3 separate regions of the Mus musculus genome follow, and all the other regions are linked to region 1. The links are chromatin contacts, called in public ChIA-PET and Hi-C maps. All regions are on one chromosome and are shown on one strand. Each heading gives the region's core, a stretch centred on a gene start, on an enhancer-like site or on the middle of the called end of the contact. The rest is flanking DNA. Distances are from core to core; before and after follow the strand shown. Region 1 overlaps Akap13 (A kinase (PRKA) anchor protein 13). Region 2 overlaps Sv2b (synaptic vesicle glycoprotein 2 b). Region 3 has its middle 63 kb from the start of Klhl25.

Evidence for each region. A called contact is a pair of places that touch in the nucleus more often than the background predicts. ChIA-PET counts read pairs in DNA pulled down with a chosen protein or histone mark.
Region 2: a Hi-C map of pre-B cells shows a contact between it and region 1, with 6 times the contacts expected there. The contact joins two enhancer-like sites. A contact is called at or near these places in 1 of 39 promoter capture datasets (hippocampal neurons), 24 of 484 Hi-C or Micro-C datasets (B cells, CD4 T cells, CD8 T cells and 16 more) and 5 of 115 datasets of contacts at active chromatin or transcription factors (T-cell acute lymphoblastic leukemia, acute myeloid leukemia, bone marrow-derived dendritic cells and 2 more).
Region 3: an RNA polymerase II ChIA-PET map of effector CD8 T cells shows a contact between it and region 1, with 27 read pairs. The contact joins two enhancer-like sites. A contact is called at or near these places in 2 of 115 datasets of contacts at active chromatin or transcription factors (effector CD8 T cells and memory CD8 T cells).

What each region holds. Positions count from the first base shown.
Region 1 is chr7:75,573,114-75,577,814 of GRCm38.p6, forward strand. The region is part of intron 3 of Akap13 (A kinase (PRKA) anchor protein 13); the gene reads left to right. Among named protein-coding and RNA genes, the nearest start is that of Akap13, 120 kb to the left of the region's middle. Within about 2 kb of position 2,473, at least 221 of the 459 cell types and tissues checked have an H3K27ac peak or open chromatin away from gene starts, as enhancers often do. A contact at or near this core is called in effector CD8 T cells, memory CD8 T cells, pre-B cells and 1 more, where this site is marked.
Region 2 is chr7:75,132,626-75,137,326 of GRCm38.p6, forward strand. It overlaps Sv2b (synaptic vesicle glycoprotein 2 b), which reads right to left. Exons shown (of 13, transcript NM_153579.4): 9 at 3,673-3,837. Among named protein-coding and RNA genes, the nearest start is that of 4930533N22Rik, 100 kb to the left of the region's middle. Within about 2 kb of position 2,891, at least 13 of the 459 cell types and tissues checked have an H3K27ac peak or open chromatin away from gene starts, as enhancers often do. A contact at or near this core is called in pre-B cells and uterus, where this site is marked.
Region 3 is chr7:75,908,642-75,913,342 of GRCm38.p6, forward strand. No RefSeq gene overlaps it. Among named protein-coding and RNA genes, the nearest start is that of Klhl25, 63 kb to the left of the region's middle. RefSeq lists an enhancer at 1,342-2,041. Within about 2 kb of position 1,855, at least 92 of the 459 cell types and tissues checked have an H3K27ac peak or open chromatin away from gene starts, as enhancers often do. A contact at or near this core is called in effector CD8 T cells and memory CD8 T cells, where this site is marked.

The sequences.
Region 1 (4,701 bases), core at 1,223-3,722:
AAACTATAAAGAAGTTATAAAGGCTTTTAAAGCAGTTTTTATTGCTTTCCTTTCTTCTATTGAAGTCTGGAGATATAATATAGTTCATCTTGAGATAAATAGCATAGAGACTCGTCTACTTTTTATGTTTTTGGATATTTGAATGCCTTATAAAGCGCATACTATGTATGGTATATAGTGACATTTAATGAAAATATTTCAAAGACTTTGAAACAATTTCTTATTCTTAAAATTAAACTCATCTTTACAGTAATTAACATTAGAGACTGGCCGCAATTCATAATAAAATGCTCCATTCAAAATAACTTTGAGGCTAGAGGGAGTCAGAAGGTAAAAATGCTTGTTATACAAGTCTGACTACCTGAGTTTGCTCTCTGGAATCCAGGATGGGAAGAGAGACTTGGCTTCCATACGCAGCCTTCTGACCTTCCTCAGCATCCCTGCTTTCTCCTCCTCCAGTAATAGAAAGTGAACAAAATTTAGAGACTTTCAAATGGCTGCTTGAAGAATATCATTTCAGTTTTATTGAGCCATCTATCTTAAAGGTATCTTAGGATGTGTAACAAAGTTTGGGGGTTCACTTTTACTAGGCAGTTTAGACAACGCAAATTATGATTTTATCATTTACAAATGGAATAGGGATTAGTATGTTCAGTACACTGTGTTGTGAAAGGCTTTGGTATAGGCTATTTCTAAAATCAAATCATTTTAGTTTATCTATTAATATATTTCTAGAATCAAAACAAAGGCTTCTGTTTGGTAGTAAAATTACAAATTTTCACTGATGTCCAATTAGACTCAACACTTACACACTTTTCTCTTGTTTCGTATTTATCCAGGATAGCTGGCCATGTAAGGATAGCTGGCCATGTAAGGTAGTTTCATTGTGAAGTGAAAAGAAAAAAAAAAATCTATTATATTTACAGGTACCTTTTAGCTAATGAAAACTTAGAGCTTAAATCTTACAAAGTAGTCCTATGTTTATAGCACCATGTAATTTTTATTTCTTGTGAGCCAAGACACTCTTTAGGAGCAAGGGTTGGTTATCAAATCAAGAAGTATTTTGAAATAAAAAGCTACGAGCTTTTAATTTGCACAGTCAAGAATTCTTATAATTTCCCTTAAGTTATCAGTTACTATTTCAAACTGAACACTTTATAATAGTCTATGTAATCCAAGTATAAGATAATATCTTTTTTTTTCTTTCCATTTTTTATTAGGTATTTAGCTCATTTACATTTCCAATGCTATACCAAAAGTCCCCCATACCCACCCACCCCCACTCCCCTACCCGCCCACTCCCCCTTTTTGGCCCTGGCGTTCCTCTCTTTCCAGTGATGGCCGACTAGGCCAATAAGATAATATCTTGACAGCTTTGAGTTTGTCTATTGAGTTTGTTTTAAAAAAATCAAATAATGGAAAAATTTTAAAAAATAAAAATTTGGGAAAAAAAATCAAATAATGCAGTTCATATAAGGGCTGCCCTGGAAAAGCAAACCAGGAAGTAGTTGAAGAGAGGAAAAAGTGCCCACCTGTGTGGCTAGCAGTGATGATGCTGTGTTAGATATCATTTCTACATCTTGTACCCGTGAGCACTGCACCGTAATCCTAGGGTGTTACAGCGTGACTGATAGATAATAAATCAGTGTAAATTGGATCTTGGTGTGTGTGGGGCGGGGGGGGGGGTTCTTATTCTTCGCATACAAAGTATACACACACGTAAACAAACCTAAGGCATATCAATGAGACTCAAGATTCTACTAGGTAGAGGTTGAATAGGGAAAAGCTAAAAATGGTTTCTAGGAGTAATGAAAATAGGAAAAAGGGTTGGAAAGCACTGCTTTCAAGGTTTAGGCTAGAATACAGAAATCACGCTGTAGAGTTCAATAGCCTGCCCTTTTTCACAGTACACATGATGGGGTTCTAAGTTTGCTGTTGTATTTTTCTTTGTTTTTGTGTTTTGTCCCTCACTGTTATTCCCCTGCATGTAGAGACATTCTATAAATGCATCAAATTCGTTTGCCCGCCCTTAGTCTGCAGGATCTAGCAGTGTGGTCTTGTCTGTTTATTTGATCCTCTCTGGAGGGGGTGGAGAGCAGTCTGCAAACTGAGCATTTCACTTTTACTGTTCCAGAGGAAGAAAACCACATCAGGTTCTTAAACACGTCTATGATAAACTGAGTAGTAAATCTAGTTTATATCCCATTGCTGACTAATAGAGTCTCCTCTTTCTGTGTGGGATTGGCCTGGGCTGGTCCAGTAAGCGCTTTTAGGGTACTTTTTTAGATCGATGATAAAAACAAAGGCCGGATTGTTTTAGTCTCCGAAGAAGAGATGGCCCAGGGTGGGATGTGTTCCACTTTTAGCTTAACAGGAAATGAAGTAATTTTTGGGTCATAGTTCAGTACTTTTGTTTATTTGTAGCAGTTTTGCGTTTCCATGGGTGCAGATGCTTTAGACAGTGATAAAATGCTTGCAGGGAAAGAAGCCTGCAGGGAGGCTCTCCCAACCTCAGGCACACGTACTTTTGACCCACAGGGCCTAGGATTTACTGAGTTTAAGAAGACTGTTAACCTTAGATAACTTGCTTCTTACCTGGGTGCTTCTGGGTGCTTTTTGTTTAAGTCTTTTCTCCTGTTGTTTTTATTTTTATTTTTATTTTTTCAGTTCTGCAGTGCTAATAAAGTTGTTAGTTGTCCTACAGGCTTGCTGGCTTGTGAAACACTTTGTCAAGATTTAGTGATCTATTTTTCTGTGTGATACTTAAACAACAGTAGTGTTTTGAGTATAACTACCAGTTCCTGGTGCCTGTTTGCCATGTGCTTTGTGTGGTGCCTGCTGATATTTTCAATACTTCTGTAAGGTTGATGGTATCATTTTATGGTCAGAGAAAGGCTTCAAGGCTGGGTGTGTGTTAGGATGACCACACCTTTCTGCAAGAGAACTTGGCACACAAATCTACTGTTTCCTTCATTATTCCCTGTAGATTACTTGGTGGGTAACAGATCCTTCAGACCTCATACTTATGTTCTGTTTTCATTGTAAACAAAATTGACACTGCAGGGTCCTAAAATGCACTTAAACTTAGGACTTTCTCCCCTCAACAGTTTCTGGGAATTTTGTTTCTTTCTGAATCCTATAGGATAGCTTCTTTTAGAAATTGAGTAAAATTTCAGTACTTTTCCTTTAAAAAAGAAATAGCTCTGCTTATGTTCCTCTTGTTACCAGGAAATTGAGTGGAAACAAAAACACCATGGAAACTAGTTGAAAATTGTTGCTATTGCACTTCCCTACTACAACTTCTGTTTTTATTGTATTAAATTTGCTATAATTTCCCATCCTGTCTTTGTACTGTAGCTTTAGACTAAGGCAGACATAAGATTAATATTCCTCCTCCTCCAGCCGTAATCTGTCTAGAGCAAGCTTACAGTGAGTCTTACCTGTGCTTCTACACTGAGACCAGTTTTATTCCTAGATGTATATTACACAACCCTTAGTTTTAAACAATGGTAACCCCTTTATTTTTCATTTTATTTGAAAAGACACAGGGACTAAAAACTAATCTTGAGCTTGATAGTGATACTCTGCCAATCTTGAGTGTTTTGGCCACACGGTAGGTACTTAGTACTTTTTTTAGAGTTGTCTTTTATTTTATATATTTGCTTGTTTTGCCTGCATATATATATGTGTACCACTTATGTGCATATGGAGGTATCTTAGTTACTTTTCAGTTCTGTAAGAGTACCATGACCAAGACAAACTTAGAGAAGAAAGATTTTATTTGGGGCTTACCGTTTCAGAGGCTGAGTCTGAGTCTGTGATTATCATGAAGGGAGGCATGGGAGCAGGCAGGTAAGCATGGTGCTGAAGTAGTAGCAGAGAACTCACATTTTGATCCACAAGGAGGAGGCAGAGAGAGCTGACTGGCAATGCCATGGGTTTTTGAAACCTCAAAGCCACCCCAGTGACACGCATCCTCCAATAAGGCCACATTTTCTAAATCTTTCTCAAACAGTTCCACCAACTGAAGACCACTTATTCAATCATATGAGCTTATGTGGACCTTTCTCATTCAAACCACCACATTTCACTTTCTGGCCTTAATATGCTTCTAACTATATCATAAAGCAAAATGCACTATAAGTCCACAGAATTTTTCACAGTGTCACTATCATTTCAAAATCTAAAGTCTCTTCTGAAACTCAAGGCAGACGCAGTGTGGGTACATACACACTACCACCATGACCACCACGACCATCATCCCAAAAGCTGAGCACGGTGGCACAGTGAGGAAAAAGTGGACCAAAGCAAGACTGAAACGCAAAAGGGCAAACTCTTAAATCCTTGTAGTTTAGTCTCTGATGTCAAGGGTGGCATCCACCCTTCCAGCTTTATTGTCTGTAACACACTTCTCTCAGGGTGGTTCTACTTCCTGTATGCAACTTTTCCTGGCAGGCATCCCGTGGCTCTGGCACTTCCAACATCCTGACATCTTTGATGTAATTCAGGCTTCATTTTCCTAGCTCCATTCAGCGGTCTCTTAGGGTCTCCATACAGGACCTCCCTTGCCAGATGCCTAAGTCTTTGGGGGCCTTCCTTCACGGTGGAAGAACATCCCACAGATCTTTTACTCCTGTCTTCGTCTTGACTCTAAAGCTATGGCTAATGTTCCCAAGTTTGTCTGCCTGCTTGGGATGGAAC
Region 2 (4,701 bases), core at 1,641-4,140, 440 kb before region 1:
TCCATAAACTGTCAGACAGAGAAGAGATCCACAAGCCCCGCCCTCCCTATGGGAGCTGTAGGCACTTGATGGCTCTAGGTGACAGAAAGCCATTGTCCTTAGTGACGTGGCCTCTGTGATTGGTCACTCTCCCACAGACAGCTTTGTGCACATGCCCAGGTTACACCCAGTGAGTCACCATGCAAAAACAAAATCAAAATGAAAAGCCACGAAACTAGAATAGAGACCTGGTAAGGAGGGGGATGATAGTGGGAGTGGAGTCAGAGGGGTAAGGGATGGAGGGAGGTGAATGTGCCTGGAATCTATTTTGTGCATTTATGAAATTGTCACAGAATACATGAATTTTGAAAAGAGTGTGATCCTAAACAAACAAAAAGAAGTTGTATAATAAGCATGTGCAAAGCAAGGAATGGAAGTGCACAGTTGTAATCCCAGCCAGAGGTGGAAGCAGGAAGATCAAGAATCCAAGAGCATCCTCAGCTACAAGGCAAGTTTGAGACCAGCCTGGCCTACACAAGGCCCTGTCTCAGAAAAACAATCGTAATAACAATTAATGTACATTATATATTTTAGCTGAAACGTGACACATACAGAAGACTGTCGTGCAATGCTTACAGATACAGAATTACACTGGAAAATACACAGAGGCATGCACAAATATATAGCACCAACTCCTGACAATGGTGGTCTGAAGAACGTAGCTTAGAGCGGTCTTTCTCAACCTTCCTAATGCTGTGACCCCTTAATACAGCTCCTCATGTGCAGACTCCCATCACACAATTATATCCTTGGTACTTCATAACTGTAACCTTGCTGAACCACAATGTAAATATCTGACGTGTAGGAGAGCCAATATGCAACCCCCAAAGGGGCTGTGAGCACAGGTTGAGAACCGCTGTTCTATGATACAGTGCATGCTTCATATGTAAGAGGTGCTGGCATCAACTCCAAGTAACTTCTCTTCACAAGAAGGAAACACGGTTCACAAAATGAGTACTTAAAACCTAAGCTAATGACCTAGACGTTATGGTTTATAAGGCTGAGTACCCCAAATAGTGTTGTCTGTATTATTCCCTAGTCTCTCAAAGTACAGAATATTCCACCATAAAAAGAAGGCAATAGTTCTTCAAAGGTGATAGGATTACAGAACCAATAATGAAGAAGAGTCTTAGGAGCTCAATTAGGCACAAAATAAGCCTCCGATAGTCAACAGGTTTCTTATGTATTTGCAATCATAAACCTTTTATTGGGAGAAAGAGATCCTGTTTTCAGTGCCCAGCAAAAATTACAAAGTGCCCAGAAAGACTGTCAAGAAGAATGTATACGTGACCCACACAAAGCAAGAAGTGGTACTGAGAAATTCTACCACATAGTTTAATATGTGTTCCATATGTGAACGGTAACCTTCAAGTGCAGGTTGTGAGACGGACAGCCCAGTATATTGCGGCAATTGCCTATGTTCACCACCTACTGTTGGCATTTGCAAGGGACTTTACTATATTGAAATTAGCCACCATTAGTGTTAAAACCCACATCTTATTTATGTGCTACTAAAAAGGGACCCTGGTGGCATCGTGACCTTTCACGCAGTGCATGGGATCCACCTTTGCTCACTGCCTGACTCTGCCTCCCCCTCTGCTTCCTGCCATGCTCCCAACCTCATTTAATGGTGAATCACGAGCCTCGTTTGCACTCTGAGCTACTCGCAGCTGACCTTTAATGGAAGCCCTGTTGACTTCATATGACTTTTTAATAAAAAGCCTTTCTATTCCTCAATGGCAAGTCACCTCTGTGAATGGAGGTGCAGTCCCACTGCAAACCCAACCCCAAGGGTTCAGAGTACAGCTTCAACTTCCCTTCTGCCAAAAAGAAAAATGGAAATCAGGTCATGGCTTCCTGAACTCTCACAGACAGGAATCAGGCACCTCTCCCTGGTATCCTTCCCCACACTAACCCACTCACAAGCGGGTGCTGTCTCCTTGAAGCAGTCCCATCAATTAGTTAGCTACTTAGTTAATACATACGCAGACGGGAGCCCAATCTTTCTCTTAATTACTAGTAAGGGTAACCTAACCTGGCATTTTGGCTAAGAATTATAAAATATGAATTTAATCCTTTGCCTTTCTTGCAATTTGAAAATCTCACAAACTCTGAGGCAAACACTATGTTGGAATGCAGAGAGCACTTATGTCCCATAAAATGTACCAGTGGCTGATCTCTTGGCGTGGGGCCAAAAGTGGCCTGTGCACTTTGATTTCTTCTTGAGGTCAAGGTTTCTCGGAAGGATAAGGATTGGCTTTCAGTGGGACCTACAGTACACGGAGGGAGTCTGAGGCCCTTCATTTTCGCCATGTGTTTACTCAGTAAAATAAAGCATTTTCGTCTACATTTTAAAGCAACATGTGCATGATGTCATGGGGCGGGGGGGGGGCGGGGAGGCAGGGGGACGGGGCGGGGGGGTGGAGGGGAATACAGGACAAAAAGGATGCCTAGGAGGATCAACAGCTTGGGGCTTGGAAAGAAGAGGTATTGTTATGTTCTGACCACCAGGTGGCAGCATAACACAAAAGACAAAAGCATGGTAAATTTTCAAATTTGTCCATGAAGACAGATACGTTTTGAATTCAATCAGCTTCAGAGGGGACCCCGTGACAGTGCCAATTTTGTGATAATGTGGTGGATAGGGAGTTAATGGCACTGGGAGCGATGTGTCTAAGCCATAGCACCTCCAGAAATTCCGCATAATTCTATGGTCACTCACCCACCACTTACCTCAGTGACCTTACTAGGTACAATTTCAGAGGGCAACTTCAAGGGGCCCATGCTATCCTGGAGAAAAATATGACCTGGAGCCTATCATATGTCCTGCCTTTGTCTGCTACTTCACCTCCAGGGGGCAGCCTCATAGAGGAGATGCAGCAGTCTAAACTCTCCACGTCATTTGTCCCGTACAGAGGGAGATGAGTCAAATGAACTGAGCAACCTCACAAAGACATAAGCAGAACCTTTCTAAAACTCCAGTGACTTCTCCCCTAAGAACAAGACTCCCACTGACCACAGAACATACTGGTCTACCTTCTGAGGTAGTATCATATGAAGAATAACAAAAATGAGTTTCATAATAGCACAGAGAAGCTTCCAGAATCAAAGGGAAAGCTCAACGACCAGGCCACAGATTTTTTTTTTGTTTTTGTTTTTGTTTTCAGGGACCTCAGCATTAAAAGTTGTGCATCCATTATTTCCCAGTGCAATGGCAAAGCCCGTGGTCACTCACACAATGACAGTCACATCCTAGGAGCTTGCTAAGCACAGTTCAAGCTCAAAAGAGGACACGCTCAGCCCAGTGGCACCAGATGGAATGTGGCTTTCTGTAGTACCCTTTCATCAAAGGATCAAGTTCTCAGAAAAGACAGACACATTGGTCACCTTCTACCAAATGTCATGTTATCTTATAGTCAGGGCACAAGGGGGGAACCTCAGGGGTGGGTACAGTACAGAGTCAGCCCTCAGGGGACTATAGTATCTCTAGCAGTAAGGATGGGTTGTGAGGGCCACTCTATCCTTGGAGTCCATCCTTAGTACACCGAGCTCTCAGCATCCCAATGCTCTCTTCCAAGGGAACCCCATTGACTGCCACTCAGGCCCAGGGGAAGCCCGTGGTTGCACACTTACTTATCGTTCACAAGCTTCCCATGTTGGTGGATCTGGTTTTCCATGGTAAAGTTGATCGTGGCGCCATGCACGTGCTCACCAAAAAACACCTTCATTTTAGACTTATATTCTTCATCCTGGAAATAGCGGATCATGTCGGGGAACCACACCGTCAGGCCGTAGTAACTGCAAGAGAGAAGGAGGAGAATCTAAAAGGCCCCCCCGGACTGGCTCATTCTTTCAGCAGTGGAATCTGCATCCATGACTTACTGTAGACCACAATTAATGTAGTAATCTGGTTCATTATTAGCAAATGGAAAACAAAATTCGTCACATTAGCACACCTAAAAGACGGAAGAAAATGATATTCTGATATGCACTTGATTAAAAGCTCACAACAACAAAGCCTACCAGTAGATTAGGGACTGGTGGGCCCTTTTCTAACCTATAGAAAACAGATCTTAACTCAAAAGCCAGAACTGTAGTAAAAGGAGACACGGTAAAGATATTCTCACTGGGTGAGGACCGCATGCTCCGCACTGCTGACTCGGCAGCACTTAGACAACCCGAGTAGATGAAAGACAGAAAAGAGGAAGGGGGCTGAGCAAAGAGGTCAGTGGATAAAGTGCTCACTGTGCAAGGTTGAGGGTGATTTTCAGATCCCCAGCTCCAGCATAAATCATAGGTAGACAAGATGGCCTGGAGAGGTAAGCACAGGGAATCCCCAGGACAAGCTGGCTAGCCAGACTAGACAAAATCAACAAGATCCAGGTTCAGTGACACCCTGCCTCAGTAAATAATGTGGAAACAATCTGGGAAGATACCTAACTTTCAATGTCTGGCTTCCATGCACATCTGCCCATGTGCACACAAACACACAAAGAAAGAGAGAGAGTGTGTGTGTGTGGGGGGGGTACATATATATACATACCACATATACACATGAAACAAACATAGAGATATATAAATTATTTTTTAAAGCTCTCCTTTTGAGTGATATAAATTATACCCCAAACCCTCAGATGTTACATCAAAGCAACATTTATCTGA
Region 3 (4,701 bases), core at 605-3,104, 330 kb after region 1:
CAGATTATCTATCCTTTGGAGATGTTCACTAAAGGTTTCTCTTTATGGCTTGTGTCACAAGCTGCCATTCCTCAGGGGAAGAGGAACAGGCAGAAGAGCAGTGGCCTGGACCTGAAAGTGGTCCCCTGTTGTACAGATGGGCAAAGCATTCCCTGTGTGAGTTTCAGCTGCACACACAAGTGGATTCGGTGCATGCAAGGGCTGCTAAAGACCCCGAGGACAGGTTGTTCCCAGTCCCATCCTAGCCAGACAGCACTGCACGAGTCCTCTGGAATCTGGGTATGCAGAGGCTAAGAGATTTTGAATTTATAGAATCAACTCCCTGTTCCATGAAGAAATGAATGTGCTTCTCATAGAAACAGAGTACGGATACGTTATTATGAAAATATCTCTCCCATGCCAAGAGACTAGACCTTTTGTTGAGACTCACAATGGAGTTAATAGTGGAGCTGAGGTCGCTTAGTACTCAAGGCTGACACCCTGCTGTGTAACCCACCTTTGAGAGAACAGTGTCACAACCAACCTTACTCACCTTGAATTTCCCGTGTAGTCGTCATTGAGCACCTAAACTAAGGCCTAGCTGAGATCTTAAGTTATGCACTCTTTCAGGTCCCAGACCCAGAGAGCCATGCATGTTTGTTTGTACTCGTGCTGTGATAGTCATGTGCTGAAAACTGAATAGGTTAAAAAAAAAAAAAAGACCTTATACCAAACATCTGCCGTAAGTGTCAGCAGCAGCAGATACTGCTTGATCTATTTGCAGTTCTGTCAGCAATCTGGGTAAGTTGGAGTAAATAAATTAATTCCTTGTAAAACTCTGTTAAAAATTTCCATAAAGTATCCCACAGTCTTTCCTCACATGACACTTCCTGTGCTGTTGAAATAAAGAGCAAAGCCCTTTGTTATGGACAGACAGGTCAGCCAGTGCTCGTGTAGGCACCGATCAGACACATTTGACTACAGATAGGGGAGAAATGACAAGCTAGAGAGAGAGGGAAGACAGAGAGAAGTGGAAATCTTAAATCTGGACTCTGTCTTGGTCAAACTTTCTTAATGTATCACAGGCATATATCGGTGACTTCTGAGTTCATCAAGGGTGCATTTAACTGTCATGAAACAGATTATTGGCTGAATAAATGGACCAATGGCACAGGGAGGCTCACTTATTTCTGGTCCTCTGAGTGTTGCTTGCTATTATCCCTGTATGCGTGACTGCAGTGATTCCTGACTTACTGAGAGCCACACATGGGATAGTCATGCTGAGCATCCTGAACATCAGATGGGCTGCTGTTTGATGTGTTCTGTGGGAAGAAAAAGGCTTTGAAGAGCTTGATGTGGGTGGGCAGATCTCTCAAATAATAAAGGACTTTCAAGATAGCTAGTGGAGCCAAGCCAAACTAAACCAAGCCAAGCCAAACCAAGCCAAACCGAATGCAAACTCAAACCCAACACACCTGTTCCTTCCCATTCAAGGTCTTAAGGTTTACGGGCGGCAAAATCATTACTATGCCACTAGATGGCACTGCTAACCCACACTTGCTTGACTGAACGGGTTTCTATGGTAACAAGCTTACAAATTTATGGGAGAGAATTGGCCTTGTCCTCTGGCCTGTGTGTGTGTGTGTGTGTGTGTGTGTGTGTGTGTGTGTGTGTGTGTGTATGGGTTTGAGTGTTCAGAAGCCTGATGTCTGCACAGGGACTGTTGACGTAGCGCTGTCAAAGAGACAGAGAATCAAGTAAACATTCTACTGTGTACGGAAGGGAGAGCAGAGAAAGCACTGCTCCTAATGCCTGGTGGCTCTCGGACTGAGATCTTTGATGCACGTAGCAAGGAAGTGGCTCTGAAGCAGGCTGGGAGCCGAGTAGGCTGCGGTCTGCATTTGCTCTTGAGTGAAAGTCATTGTAGTAGCTCAGGCAGGGGTGTGTGTGGGAGCTGCTTGAACTGACAGTGTCCTGTGGAGGCAATGCTGGGAGTCATTCCATCTGCCCACACATCCAGCCCTCTCCATTGCTGGATGTATAGACATTCATGGTGTCCCTCTCTTGGAAGTGGGCATCTCACGCTCTCTGTATAAGATGCGTTTCCGGAATATGGTGCTGTCAGCATGTCATCAAACGACCACACTTTTCTCTGCTGCTCCCTACCCTGAAGCTGCTGCTTGGGTTTCTAGAGCTAGGCAGGAAGTACTTCTCATGCGCACGAGAATTCTGGGGTGCCGTGCATGGGGCGGCCAGGGGAGTGAAGGCACCCACTGGGGATCCAGTTTCTCAGTGGCAAGGGAGCTTGTGGGCAGACCTTCTGTGTGGGTCCTAATGGAGCCCTGAGTCCCAGGATGGAACCAGAGCAGTGTGCTCATGTCATAGGCTTGGTAGCAGTGGTTGGGCCAGGTCATCTAGATTTAGAATTTGTGCTGCTTGTTTTTTTTTTTTTTTTTTTTTTTGATGATTCTAGTCTATATACTTATATGAGACATTGAGACATTATTTAATTTTAGATTTTAGCCCTCTTAGAGGAAAGAGAAGAAGAGGATGGAGTCAATACAAGAATTCTACAATGAAAACCCCATCATTGGAGTTTAGTCTGGGTAACTGTTATGGCTATTTTCTAGAATAGTTTAAAAATGGAAATATCTTGAAATAACATCAGAATGACAGGAAAGTTAGAAGACTATGAAATTTGTCATTTATTTTTCTCCCATCCTGCCAAAAGTTAGCCCCTTCTTGTATGATACAGGTAATTTTTCTGGTATTTAAGTTTTTCTCTTGTGAGACAGTGCCTTGGTATCTATCCCCTACTTCTTGTCATGGGCACCTTCTTGCCTCAGTTTCCTAAGTGCTGGGGGTATGGGAGTGGGACACCTTGCATGGCTCAAAGGTATGTAGTTGCTTAAGTGACATTTAAAAAAAAGTATGATATGACATCTCCTTGTGTTTAATTATTTTAATCACACTTTACTAAGAACAAGAAAATTCTCTCATAAAACTACATTACAATTATCAAAGGCAGGAAACTGGGCTAAGGAGGTCGCTCTGTTAGCAAAGGGCTTGGCTTGCGAACATGAGCACCAGAGTTTATGCCTCAGAATCAGTAAGACGTTGGGTGTGGTGGTGATGCCAATAATCCCAGTCTTAGTTAGGGTTTTACTGCTCTGAACAGACACCATGACCAAGACAACTCTTATAAGGACAACATTTCATTGGGGCTGGCTTACAGGTTCTGAGGTTCAATCCAATATCATCAAGGCAGGAGTATGGCAGCATTCAGACAGGCATATTTTTTTTCTTTACCCATATTTCCTCAACGATAATATCTTGCAAAAGAATTAGCACAATGCTCCAGCTAGGGCTTTGACATTGATGCTGCAAGATACAGGGGAAGTGCCCTGTCCACTTATGTCCTTCCCATACAGAAGCCCTCTTAGCCCCTGGCCCATGGGTTCTCCACGTTTACAGCTTAGTCATTTCATATATTTCTATGTAGCTTCGATCATGTAGTGTGTAACCTTTTGGAGTTGTACTTTTTTTTCTGTCCTCATGCTTTCTTTTCTGGAGTTTTACATTGTAAATGCAGTGTTCTCTTTAGAAAACATCACTTCAAGGGTGGGAGGTGGTTAGGAGGGACAGCAGGGAGCCAGTGGGAACAGGAAAGGACATCGTGAAAGTTCTGTGATGAAACTCGTTACTTTATATGCTGAGCATATTGTTACTGAATAGCATTCTACAGCATGGTGGGCCAAGGGCTTATAGTCTTTCATTTTGGAGCTCAGTTTACTTGGCCATGCGTCAGAATGCACAAGCATCCGCTTAGATGGTAGGCAGGGAGCTGGAGAGATGACCCAGTGGCTAAGAGCACTTGTTGCTCAGCTAGAGCACCTGGGTTTGACTTCCAGCATGCACATGGTGGCTCACAGTCACCTGTAACCCCTAGCCACTCACTTGGGGCATAGTCACACAGATAAATTAAATATAAAAAAAAAATGAAAAAGTTTCTACCAAAAGTGCAATACTCAAGAAAAAGTGTTTTGAAAAGCTTTAATGGTAGATATGTATGCATACTAGATTTTATTATTTCTTAAATAATGAGATACACTGAACACAAAACAGTCTTCCAGGAAGAACACGGTAGAGACGAGAATTTCCCAGCCCTCACTGGGATACCACTCTGAAGTGGCACCGTTAACAATGCCTCTTGCTAGTATATACTTTCCCAAGTTTCTGATTATATTAAGAAAGACAGTAACGAAGACTAATTCGGCATTGTTCACAGATCCAGCTTGGGTTGTGCACATTTTATATCGTTTAGACTTCGAATTTCTTTCAGTTAGCTAGAATGTTAGAATTATGAAGGATGCTATAAACCCAAAATATAAGTGACTGTAAGGGAAATTCTGGGGGATGTTTAATAATCCTGTAAGAAATATGAGCTATGTAGTTCCAGGACGTTTAGCACTCCAGTGAATAAATAAAATATTGATAACATTTGTAGTCTTCTTTCCAAATCCCTGTATAGGTTGGTTATTTAAACTGATCCTCATGCTATATTTTTTAAAAATTAATCTCACATTAGGAAAAGATGGGAGGTCACATTCTTTTGCCTTCCAGGGAAGGTATCTTTGCCTCCATGATCTAGAGTAAGAATTTAGCATCTTCTCTCAGCGACATTTAACATCCAACACAATGGACTCAGAGAGGAATGGGAGC